2 separate regions of the Rattus norvegicus genome follow, and region 1 is linked to region 2. The links are chromatin contacts, called in public Hi-C maps. All regions are on one chromosome and are shown on one strand. The core of a region is the stretch at or near the end of the contact, and the rest is flanking DNA. Distances in the headings are between cores, read along the strand shown. Region 1 overlaps Lrmda (leucine rich melanocyte differentiation associated). Region 2 overlaps Lrmda (leucine rich melanocyte differentiation associated).

What was found. Hi-C and Micro-C count contacts between places; a contact is called where the count stands out from the background.
Region 1: a Hi-C map of psoas muscle shows a contact between it and region 2, with 9 times the contacts expected there. The contact joins two enhancer-like sites. A contact is called at or near these places in 2 of 12 Hi-C or Micro-C datasets (kidney and psoas muscle).

The regions. Positions count from the first base shown.
Region 1 is chr15:1,669,928-1,675,997 of GRCr8, forward strand. The region is part of intron 5 of Lrmda (leucine rich melanocyte differentiation associated); the gene reads right to left. Among named protein-coding and RNA genes, the nearest start is that of Trnat-agu13, 230 kb to the right of the region's middle. Within about 2 kb of position 2,759, at least 3 of the 93 cell types and tissues checked have an H3K27ac peak or open chromatin away from gene starts, as enhancers often do.
Region 2 is chr15:1,517,092-1,523,257 of GRCr8, forward strand. All of the region lies in intron 5 of Lrmda (leucine rich melanocyte differentiation associated), which reads right to left. Among named protein-coding and RNA genes, the nearest start is that of Trnat-agu13, 390 kb to the right of the region's middle. Within about 2 kb of position 4,265, at least 26 of the 93 cell types and tissues checked have an H3K27ac peak or open chromatin away from gene starts, as enhancers often do.

The sequences.
Region 1 (6,070 bases), core at 1,509-4,008, 150 kb after region 2:
AAACCAAATGCAATCTGTTTCACTTGAATGCCAAAATGGCTACCCTCCTGAACTCTGTCAATCAAGGTCACTATCATCTAATCACATTGATGAAGACTACTTTTCCAGGGGAGTTCATGGAGGCTTCTAATGGGGTCCAAACAAGCAAAAGTCCTTTCTGGAAGGAAAATAACTTGGCTAAGGAGAATGAAGAGAAAAGTCATAGTCTGGCCAACTGGCAAAGACTGGAAATCTTAGCACTGAGGCTGAGCAAGGAGACAGACATTCAAGGCTAGCCTGGGCTACAGAATGTGACCTTGTCTCAAAAGATAAAAGACCAAGACAGAGATGGAGGTCATGTGGGTTAGTCCATATCTAATAGAATGATTGGATACTTATGATCATGGTCTTAATGGTTTCCAGTTAACAAAAATGGAAGGAGGAAGGCTGAGGTTCTAGTCTCCCATCAGGTACTGGGCACTAACTACCTCACCTACAGTGTGACTTTTCCAGTATTTTTGTTGTTGTTGCTGTTGTTGTTGTTATATATGTATAAAAGCTTGTAAGTCTGTTAAGCCAAGCGAGCCTTCCAGAGAACCTGTTTTATTTCTCCTAGTGATTTATTCCTGTATTTTTGAGGCACTAAGGATTGAATCATGCAGGCTCGGCAAATAGTTTGCCTCAGAGAGGCTTCTCCAGCTTGGTATCACCTTTCTCAAGGAGTACATTCAAAACTGTGAGGCTGTGTTGGCCCCAGAGAGCAGTGGATTGAAATATCAACTCTGTCCAGTTGATGTGCACTTAATCCCCTGAGCAAGACACTTGTTCCAGCACTCACAGGCACAGGTGTCAGTGCCCCACATTAATCCTGCAGGGTCCAAAGTGGTCCCAGCCCAACCCAGCTTCAAATACAAACCATGTGCAATGACTAGCGTGTCAGGAGGTACTCTCCTCAAGTCCAAACTGGCAGTCCTTGATGCACCAAGGACCTAGAAACATCTGCAGTTTTGTGACTCTTCCCTGTTTTCATTCCCACAATGCTTCCCGTGCCTGCTCAGATCACAGAAAGGTCGCAGGCTCCATCTGGCTACCCTGCCCCCTCTGCTCACTCCCTCATCGCTCTCATCGCCCCTAAGGACTTTCTGCCCATTTTGTCACTTCCACCTGTTCTGACAGGTTCCCCTTCCTGACCTCAAGATAGCCCTTGGGGACATTAATCATATAACAGCCGGAGCCGTGAAAGAAACAAGGGTTTGGCTGGATACTGTTACCGTCCCTGTCACCTACTAATCATGTCTCATGACTCGGAAGGGCTTAATCAGACGGCCTGCCCTCTCATTAATCATCCCAGGCTCACTCAAACTTCACAGAGAGATTAAAGTTTAGTCTCACTGGCTCCCCGTGCCTCCTCCCACCGCATGCTCCTCTAAAAGTTTTACCAGGGGGAGGTCTCAGGTTCCTCCTGCTCTGCCAACTGTCAGGGTGACGGCAAGGGTCTGATGCCTACCAACTGCACAAAGCTACACACACACACACACACACACACACACACACACACCCCTCTCTACTTCATCCCTTTCTAACTGTCCCACAATTTTGGGACACAAAGTTCAACATCACATGTAATGGTAAGTTTGGGGACTTCCAAGTCAGATCAGATCTGGGAAGTCAAATAGAATCCTGTATGATCTCTTGAATCACCTCAAAGAACTAAGGAAAAGGGTGTTCGTGTTTTGTCAACAGCAAGGAAAGTTAAGCAAAATATTTGTCAACGGTTTCTTCAAATGGGCGGTTGTGGCATAGTCCGCTGAGTAATGGTTCCCTGGCAGCAAAAGCCCTCCCCACTCAGAGGGCGACGGCGGCCCCACATCACCCACACTTGCCTCTCTGCTGAAAGGAGAGCTTACAGCTGGTCAAAAATAGCCTGCATCCTTAACAAATTTGTTTTAGACCAAAACAAAAATGATGGGAAAGGCACTCTAGAAATAACCAGTACAAGAGAGCAGAACACATTGCTGATTCGTCCCCATCCCCAGCCTCCCGGTTTGTAACGGTAACTGTCTGGGCTTCAAAGGGTTGGAGAAACAGGTCTCAGCCACAGCCTGCAGCAGCAGCAGCCCCCCTCTCCCACTATTGGCTTTTTGCTCACTCTGGGTGCTGTTGACTTATGAAGTGCTGTACAATTATGGGCAACAAGGATAATATTTGCCCTCAGAGCCATGAGAGAACAAATATTTTATCAACATCTAAATCATCTCTCATCTGGCAGGAGAGGAGGAGCACCGGGCTCAGTGGTTCATGCATAAGCTGACACAGAGCTGCCTAGGGGATCTACCTGTATCAACTTGACCTAACAGAACCTGGGACTGTGCCCACTGCAACCGGCTCTCCCTGAAGATCCCAAATGCCTGTAACATTTCAGGCACTGCCCACCATCCCACAAATCACCCCCGAGATCCTCTCCTGAGGCCTTGTTCACTTCCAGAAATACGAGCTAGATTCCAGGCTTGGGAAGGTGGGGGATTTCTGTGGATATTTTGGGGGGCAATGAGGGCTCGCCCTGTTGTTGTGTTTGTTTCCATTCACCGATTCCCTGCCACTAGCCCAGAAATGACAGTAGGTGGAAACACTATCTTTCATTACACAAAGTATAAATAGTGTAATCTATCAGCGCCGTCAATCACAATGATTGATTACACGCTGTCATAGAGAAGAGTGACATATTAGAAAAGTTTTGTTAACAATGCCTATTGCTAGTCAGCCTGCCACCGAGGCTGGTGATTAATGTGTTGTCAGCCTGTAATCCCACACCCTTGGCTAATGAGGCAGGAATTTATCATCTTTACAGAGTGGCAGATGTCAGGGAGAAAGGAATCCAAGTGCTGGAAACAATATACTTTTTCTTACTAGGCCTGACAAGTCTGACAGGCCGAGAGAAACCACAATGCAGCTTTGTGTGAGCACCAACCTAAACGAGGGACTTTTCATTTGGCATCTTGACTTTAAATACCGCTGCAAACCAACCTCTGTGGCTTTGGGATGGGGTAGGATGTGGGGGCACGATGAGAGGAGGACACAATGAGGAGCTCTGTGAACTTTGCACCTCACCCTGACAGTCCCAGATCTGGGAAAAGGTTACCATGGCGAGCAGACAGCTTTCTCCGAGAGAGAAGCTGGCAATAACTCTTTTTACCTGTGAACTTGTGGCTGAGGAAGCAGGGCATGGAGGGGCGGGGTATGAAGCTGAGAGGGTAGCCAGCTCCTCCCCACCTCTTTCACCACCTTGTGCTGGCTTTTACCTGGAGACAAGAAGCTGTGTCCAGAAACAGTGCTCTGGTTTTTTTTGGGGTGGGGTAGGGGGTGGAGAGGCAGGAAGCAGGGAGAGATGGGAAGGTATCTTCTCATTGGCCAATAAGAGCAGCATGGTGAACAGGGCAGATTCCTGACTATGCCTCTTGTCACATTTCCTCACTGAACTTTAGGGCAGTTTCAGATTGGATTCCCACTCCCTCCCCTTACCATTTTTTCTCCCATCCCAATGTTGGTGTCTCCTTTTCTTAGGAGACAAGGACTAGAAGATCTCAAAGCTCAAGAATAGTTAAGCAGAGAGAAGAATGAGAAGAGCCTTCCAGAGGCCCTTTTAAGAACCACTTACTCTGTTTGTAAATCTAGGAACTGGAAAGACCCTCTGAGGCACATACACATTGAGTTGCCTAACACAGTCCCAAGATGCCTATGTGTATTTCAGCTTGCCCTAACTGTTCACTCTGTCCCAAAGACTGTGTGCATCCTCCCTACTGTGGAATGGTTCACACTTCCCAGACAACATCAGAGACACTGCTGACTAGAAAATTCAAATGCTACCACCACCACCACTCCCCCTGTGATGCCCCTCTCTCTTCCAATGCCTTCTGCCCCTGGTTGAGTTTTCAGGAAGAAGTAAAAGAGGAGAGACCTAAGTCCTCCAGTTTGGAAACTTCATTCGGGAGCCTGGCCAAAATGTCATGTGTGGCTTGTTCTTATGTCATTTTCGAAGGAAGGGGGCAAATCTTAAGTGGCAACATTCTGACAGATGTAACCCCTTTTCAAACACATACCTCCACTAATGTACACAAATCAAAGCAAAAAAAGTGGGGTGGGGGGTTGGGGGGAACGCTCTGCCTTCTGTCAACAGCACCCTAACACCTTCAGGCTAGAACACACTGCAGAGCCCTGAGTAATTTAATCTCCAAAGGCAACACTCTGGCATTGAAATTGCACCAGGATCTCTAGAGCTGGGCCACACCCCATACAGTGAGAGATGGCTTTAGCAGGCCAGGAAACCGAAGCCCCAGAAGGAAATAAAGGGTCACACCCAGGCCTTGTGGGTCTTCCCCACCCCTAAGGTGATGATGGCTGCCAACCTGGGAGAAGTGCTTCCCCAGAAACGGCCTGGGGTCACAGGCTGGACAGTGGGAGGCTCTTTGTGTCTGCCCTCCTTCCCAGGCTTTTTGTGGGGATCATTGCAAGAAGCAAGCTAAACCCTGATGTTAATCAGGGCGTACTGAGTGAAGGGTGATGAAGGCCGGCTCCGGCTCCACTCTGCCTGCCCAGGCTGTTCTGGCCACAGATCTCCCTCAGTGATAAACAAGAGAGTCGTGCAGCCACCTTTAGGTCCTTACCATACAGTCCCTGGTGTACATGCAGTGGGAACACATGGGCCCTCCACCCCAGGCCTTCTGGCAGAAGTCAGGAGTTGCCCAGACTTCTTACTCACCTCTGCAAGAAGAACCCCCATCTGACTTTCCTGCCCACTGGCTTCTTTGCCAACTCCCACAAACACACACTCCCACCCCCACACCCCCACACCCCCACACCCCCACACCCCCACACCCCACAACCCCTACTCCCCCACACTCCCAGACTCCCTACCCCCAGCCCCCACCCCCCACTCCTCCACACACTCCCCACCCCAGCCTGTGCAGCTTCCATTAATTCCCTCAGCTGGCAATTTCCACCCATCTGACGACAGATTAGAAGTAGAATTCAAAAGGAAAGTCACTTGACCTCCACATAATGTGCTTCTCTTAATTACATTAAAGATTTTCAAATGTGGGGATACTGGCTTTGACAGGTGAGGTTTTAATCAACTTCAGGTGGCTACATTTAACTGCTCCCTGGACTGGAGCTACAACATTGGCTGCACCCAAGCTACCCAACGTGGTTCTAATTTAAATGACTAATTTTGACACGAGGAAAAGATGAGCCCCCATGGGGACCCTTGCCCATGTTGGTGGGGGAGATTTTCTAAATTAGAATTAATGCAGCAAGCAGAAACATGGATACAGGCTCCTCCTCCTCCTCCTCCTCCTCCTCCTCCTCCTCCTCCTCCTCCTCCTCCTCCCCTTCCTCCCCTTCTTAACGGTGGTAGTGGCCCAAGTAAATAGCACTGATCTTTTGTATATGTCTATATATAATTACACTGAAGGCTTTCTTGTGGGTTAAATTATACAAATTCTTCAAAAGTGAGTACCTAATGTCTTTTTCTAAAGCTGTGTTATTATTTTGGTCAGAAGATGTTTACATGAAACAAATTTGATTTACTAAACTCTGACACATTTGCAAAAGGGCATAGAATGTGCACAGAGAGCCCAGTCTTAATGTTCATCCAATCTGTACTTTCTTGGTTCTAACTTGGTGGATTGGAGCTTCATGCTTAGGTGTGGTGGTCTATGTGGCAGCTCAAGTTTTACAGTCAAGTCATGAGTTACGTTCTTCTCTCCCCAAATGTTTTAGTCATCCAGGAGATCAGTACTGAGTCTCTAGTGTGGTCTAAGCACTACAGTGGGCAATGGGGGGCATGATTGGAACGTGGGGCAGGGATATGCAGTCCCTGTCTTAAGTCACTTAAAAGATTATTTAAGAAAACACATGAGTAAAATCACCCAGGAAGCACACTTTACATTACAAAGGCAATGGGGCTAAGGAAAAACAATATTTGCTGCCTTGAGTATCCATAGTAGAGCTGAGATCTGATCTTGGAGCAGGCTGCCCTGAAGAAGGAATAATGACCTGGAACAGGAGAAACACCAATGAGCTGGGCTCTATGAGA
Region 2 (6,166 bases), core at 3,015-5,514:
CTTCAGGGGAGAAAAGAGTACTATTTTGGTCATGTTCAGTGAAATCCAATTCAAAGTACACCAAGGAAATAAGTTTCAAGTCAAGTTTGGTAACCCATGGTTTGCTTGAGTTACTTACCCATCTCTGAGAGACCACACTGTGCTGAGCAGAGTCAGTCACAGTCACATGCATGCACCTAGCTGAGAGGGTAGTTAGTCCCCTGCCCCAGGTTACAACTGATTAAGGAGGGATGAAGCAGTGGTTCCCTAGAGGTGCCTGTAACTATTATGAATCTAGTATAATACCAAAAAGGCCCGAAGGCCCCTTAAATAGCAGACAGCTTTTGACATAAGGTTTTATGAGAGCATTCCTGCAGCCCAGACATGGCAAGCACCTTATTGTCATCTTTGGACCATAGGGAACTCAGTTTTTCAATAGGCCAGTCTTCAGCTCTCCATATTCAGAAAAAAATGTCCTCAGAAATCTTGCACAACGTTATACTTTCCAGGCCTCTCAATCACAATCAGCCTTAGCATACACGTCTTCTTGAATAAGCTGGGGGAACTCATAGAAGATAAGAAATTGAAATATTCATCTAAAGGAACAGCAATTGGAGGGGTGGTAATGGCTTAGATCATGGCACAACATTGGAAGTAAACAAACAGGCTAGAAATTCAACCTAACCCCCCCCCCACACACACACACTTGGGGAGTGGGGAGAGATGGGGTAGAGTGAAACTTGGTTCTGTTTATTTTCTATCAGTCAGGAATTGTAAGCAAGGCCTAATTGCCACTAATTGGCAGAATTAAGCAGCTTCCCTGGAATGATCTAGCACTGACACTCTGCCCAGACTAGGACTATAAAACACAATCGGAGAACGTGTAACAGTGCAAAAGAATAGGGAAGGGAATTCTCGTGATCCTCCTGCCTCTGCCTCCTTCAGCAAATCCTACCGGTGTGCGCCACCACAACCGGCAGGGAAGGGAATTCTCTTGGGGAAAAAAAAATTCTAAAAACCATCCCTTTTTATATGAAAAACTTTGCCTACATAAACTTCAAATGTCTAGGCAAATGGTTTCTAATGTACTAACTCTCAAAGGCATGTCCCTGTCACTCCGTCACCCAGACATTGTTCCTTTCTACCTTCCTTGTCTCTCTTGAATAGATTCAGGGATACTTCCCCTGAGTACAGCCAAAAACTGAGGGCCATTGGTGACAATCAGTGCATGAGGACCATAGGACCTGGGGTATCGAGTAGATTCCCTAATGATATTAGCACGTATAAGAGAGGGGTTGAAACTAGAATCCTAGTGAACGCTGGCCACTTGTAAAACATGACATGTGTTTTCCACTAAAGACTTAAACAGGCAAGGTTTTCTATTTTGGAACTTAGCAGTATTTACTGTGGCAACCCAGAGTGGACCATACGGAAATGTTCCATTAGTCTGCTAAGCCCTCCTAAGCTAGAGCGACCTATGTGGCCTATCTCCACCAGGACAGCTATACTCTAAAGCAGCAGCATGCAGCTTGTATCGTCAGGTCTGGGCCTTTCAAAGGACCATGAAATGCACAAGTTGTTGACTGCAGAGAAGAGGACAGAGGTCCAAGGAGCTAAGTCCAATCAAACACAGTCATTCTTTGAAATATTAATATTAATCCCTAATTTGTGAACAATTCCAAATAAGGTCTCCGCTTTTCTAGATAATAAGGACTCTCTGTCATTAAATAACAATGGCTTTTTATTAAACAATCCTGCTCAGCTTGGAACAGAATCAAGAAAATGGTAGCAAATGAAATCATAGAGGAGTTGTTTGAAAATAGCCTTCAAGACATGTTTATCTTCGCTTTTCAGGGTTTTCCCCAAAGTGATGCGATAATCAATCATAAAACTATTCTGCAAAGAGGCTGTCTTGATTCCCTCCATACTATCGATTCTTGTTGACACCAAAAGTTCCACTCATCTAAACATGAATCTGTAAAGCTGTTTCCTTGAGAAAGACCAGACCCAAGCAGCTGAATCCAGCTTGGGAAATGACAAAGTATCAACACGATTAAGTCTGTCATACAGTATTTCTAATTATCTCAGCAACTTCTTCCTGTGGCCAGAGGAAAAAATGTAATGTTTTAAAGTTGCATTTCCTAAAGAAACATCCCCATGCACCTCTCAAGTCTTCAAATACACCCTGCTCTGTCAGGACACAAGAAGGCCTGGAGGCCTTTATGGGAAATCCCACTCTAAGATGTGTGTGGTACTTTGGGAAAACCTGATGCCAAACATTATAAATGAGAGAAAAGAGAAGGAGGAATTGAGAGGAGATGAAGAGGGTGGAGTTTTGGAAATCATTTTTCCAATCGTTTTCCATTCATAAAAACTATTCTTAAATGCTTTTCCTGACTCCATTCTCTGTTCTAGCAGAAGTCCTGACTGTCTGAACTGTATTTTGCCCCAGTTATAAAGAGAAGGCTCTATATGTTCTTTCCCTTTCATTCACATGCAGGATCCCTGGGTTTGGAAAGGTAAACATAGCCACAGAAACCCAAGTCAGCCTTTAGCAAGCTGTTGGGTTTAGCCTGCAAAGTATACATTCTGTTGTCCACTAAGGCTAATGACATGTTGGCAGGAAACAGAAGGGGGAGGTGCAGCCTATATGACAGCAATGAGCCAAGAGAAAAGGGACACTAAAAAGATTTATTTTGGAACTCTGGGTACTGGCTTTGGTCCGCACAAAAGTAATTCCACTGGCTTCTCTACACAGCTCCCTATTCCCCACTTGCCTTCCTTCACCAAAGAATGCCTGGAGCTCAGCTAGTTGGGGTAAATTTGTTCAGAGAGGGCTCAGGTTAGGGGCTAACCCTGAGCTCAGCTGGCAGAGTACTTGGCCTGGTGTGCATGAGGCCTGGAGTTCAATCCTAAGTGCTGTATAAACCTGGCCTGGAGCTTCCGAGCCATAATTCCAGCCCTTGAGAGGTGGTTATAGGGGAATCAGAAGTTCCACACCATCATGGCTGTCTAGTGAGTTTGAGCACTGCCTAAGATACAGATTCTGTTTCCCAAACAAATAAGCAAATAGACAAACACTGTAGAACTGAATTCCTGGCCTACTCCCCTCATGTCCTAGCTGAAGCAACAATCCTTAGAATGTTCCTTTTAGAACATAAATCTGACAAAGTTGCTTTTCTGCTTAAAACTGCATGTAATATTTGGCCTGAATTTCAAGCTTTGAACAAGGCCAACAAGTCCCCAGGCCACAGCCTTTCCTTCTTCTCAGGCCTGACTCTTGCCTCTCCCCTTACTTGTCGAGCTGGAACCTGTCTGGCAGCCTTCCTGTTCCTTCAGGTGCTCAGTCCTGAGATCAAGAGATCTTCACTGAATAATCTTTCTCCTGATGCTTCCTCTCTAGCACACTCTGCCATAGCAATGGTCCCCTGCTGTACTGCAAACTCTCTGACTTTTTGTCACCACAAATCCTGAACAGCTGATTCATAGTCATGTTTCAATAAATTCTTGTCACATGGTAAAACACATAACTTTAATGCTAAACAAACACCATCATTCTCCACTTGGTTCAAAGTAACAAAGTAAAAAATGAGTTAAAAATAAAATAACAAAACAAAATAACAAAGTAGCAAAGCATTTGTGTCAGACTTCCCAGTCACTGCGCACACTGTTTTCTAAGAGAAGTGTCCCCTCTGGACCCCTTGAATCTCACTGAGAGGCACACACTGGGTCCTACACTCCCAATTCCTTATGTGCGGGCTCTTCTCAAGCAGGGCACTGTTGATTTTTGTTGTATGCAAGGGCTTAAGTTACATTGCACACTTTGCCAAAAAGAGTCATCCAGAGGTTGTTTAGAACAAAAGAAAACTTCCTTCCTGGGGTTCAGTGTGATCCACAAGTGATAGAAACAAAAGCAGAGCCTGTGGCTTCCAAGATGCATTCAGAGTCCTCAGGCTTGGCTGAGGCTCCAACAAGAGGACACTGGGCCCCATGCTAAGTGAGGCAGCATACAGCTCACTTAATTGGGCTTGCCTTTTATTATATTTTTCTCTTGCTCCTGCAATCTGTGATTTTTTTTTTTGATGAGTGCATCATAAAAAGTTGAATCCAAAGGGAGACTGAAAGAGTGCAGGGAAGCATCTGCTAGTCACTGGCCCATCCTGCAAAAGACAGGGTCTTGAGGACTGTCATTAGGGACAGCCGCTTGCAATGCAGGCCTCGTGCTGCGCAGCTCAGTCAGCAGAAGGGGGAGCTGTAGTGTAACCTATTTGAGATGTAAATCTAGAGCTGGCAGTGCGGCAGATCAGAGACTGTGGTAGCTGCTGTCCGGCCAGTCTTGGGTAATACTATATATCCTGTTCCTGGTTGGCGAAGGTCATTAACAGGACTCTGAACGGTGTTACTAAATATGAACGTTAAGAACCTCACGTCAGCAAAGGACAGGAAGCATGACAGCCTCACCCCAAGGGGAATCAAGCCCCTGTGAAGGGAAGAAGTATTCATGCAAACACAGGCAAGTGACTGTATTAGCGTTGAGTGACAACAGCCTACCGTAGATGAGCCAACCATAAACATGATAGAGTGGTATCTTGACATGAAAGAAACTAGACATGGGAGAGAGAAAATAGGAGAGACAGCGAATGGGGGACAAGAGGGAAAGAGAAAGGAAGAGAGGAGGGGAGAGAGGAGGGAGGAGGGGACAGAGTGGAGGCCTTTTGTGCACGCTTGTGTACGGCAACAAGGAAGGTTTCACAAACACAGTACCAGGAGTGCTGGAGGGATACCTCCCCTCTTCTGGGTTGACCTTGCCTAGAAATGGACAAAAGACTCAGAACTCGGCCCCTAGCTTCCCTGAACCAAGCCAGCTGGTGCCTGGGCTTTATTTTTTGACCAAGTCAGGTGTCCCTGCCACTAAAGAAGTTTTCCTTTTCTCCTGACTCCAGCCAATTCCTGTTTCCTTCAGCTGGAAGTCCCCAAGACTCATCAAAACCACAATTTAATTACATTTGAGAGAGAGAGAATGAGAGAGAGAGAGAGAGAGAGAGAGAGAGAGGGAGGAGGAAGAGGAAGAGGAGGAGGAGTGTAAACATGACTCCTTTTTATCTCCCGATACATCTGGACAAGTAGACAATGTGCTAAAACAAAATAAATCTGCCCTGACAGACACATCAAAGGGGCTTGCAGCTACTTACAGCACAGGAATGCAGTTGCTAAGCATCGGCCAAAGACTTATCAGTCCTTGGAAGAAATGCTTTTTTCTCCCTCTGAGGGGGGGCTGTGAGGAAAGCTAGGGAGTGGGAACCAGCCTGCAAAGGGAGACTGGGGATTTTCGGGGATTTTCAAGCTTAAAATGAATTGTGTGAAGAAAAGGGGTTTTGTTGTGGTTTTCCTTTTGACATACAGCCTATATTTTTATAAGGGTTGCCCATGGAAAAACCTTTCAGAAAGGGCTCTTTAGGACTTTAAGAGAAAGAAGACTGTGGCAAACACACACACATACACACACACACACACACACACACACACACACACAAACCCCAACACCTATATACAAAGGTTCTGTGGATTTCTGCAGGTGACTCAAGCATTAGCTAGTAGTACAGGATCTGGGGAAATATCTCACACTTACCAGAGTCGGGAGGGATAAATCCTTAAGCAGCCATAATGAAAAATAAATCACCCAACATCATAAGCTACACACAATCCTTTTCTAGAAGGCAGGAAACAGAGCATCTACTCTTAGAAACACAATAAAATGTGCAAATGGAACCCCCTGAGTCCCCAAAAGAAAACGAGTGTCAGGTGGGACTAGAGGAATGACTTTGAGGGTTAACTGCTCACTGTGCAAATGTGAGGAGCTGAGTTTGGATCCACAGCAACTAGGGAAAGCAAGCAAAAATCTTGAACTACAGAGCCGGCTTAGAGGTGGAGATGGCCGTCCCTCTAGTTCTCTGCCCAGCTAGTATAGCAGAGTCAGTGAGCTCCAGGGTTAGCAAGAGACCTTGTCTCAAAAATAAAAAAGATAGAACATTAAATGGAGATGGCTAACTCTGACCTGGGTGTGTGTGTGTGTGTGTGTGTGTGTGTGTGTGTGTGTGCACGCACGCGCACACACGTGCGTGCACACGCGCACATCATGCGCGTGCACATTCACAAGCATACAACCATATGACATTCACACACACAC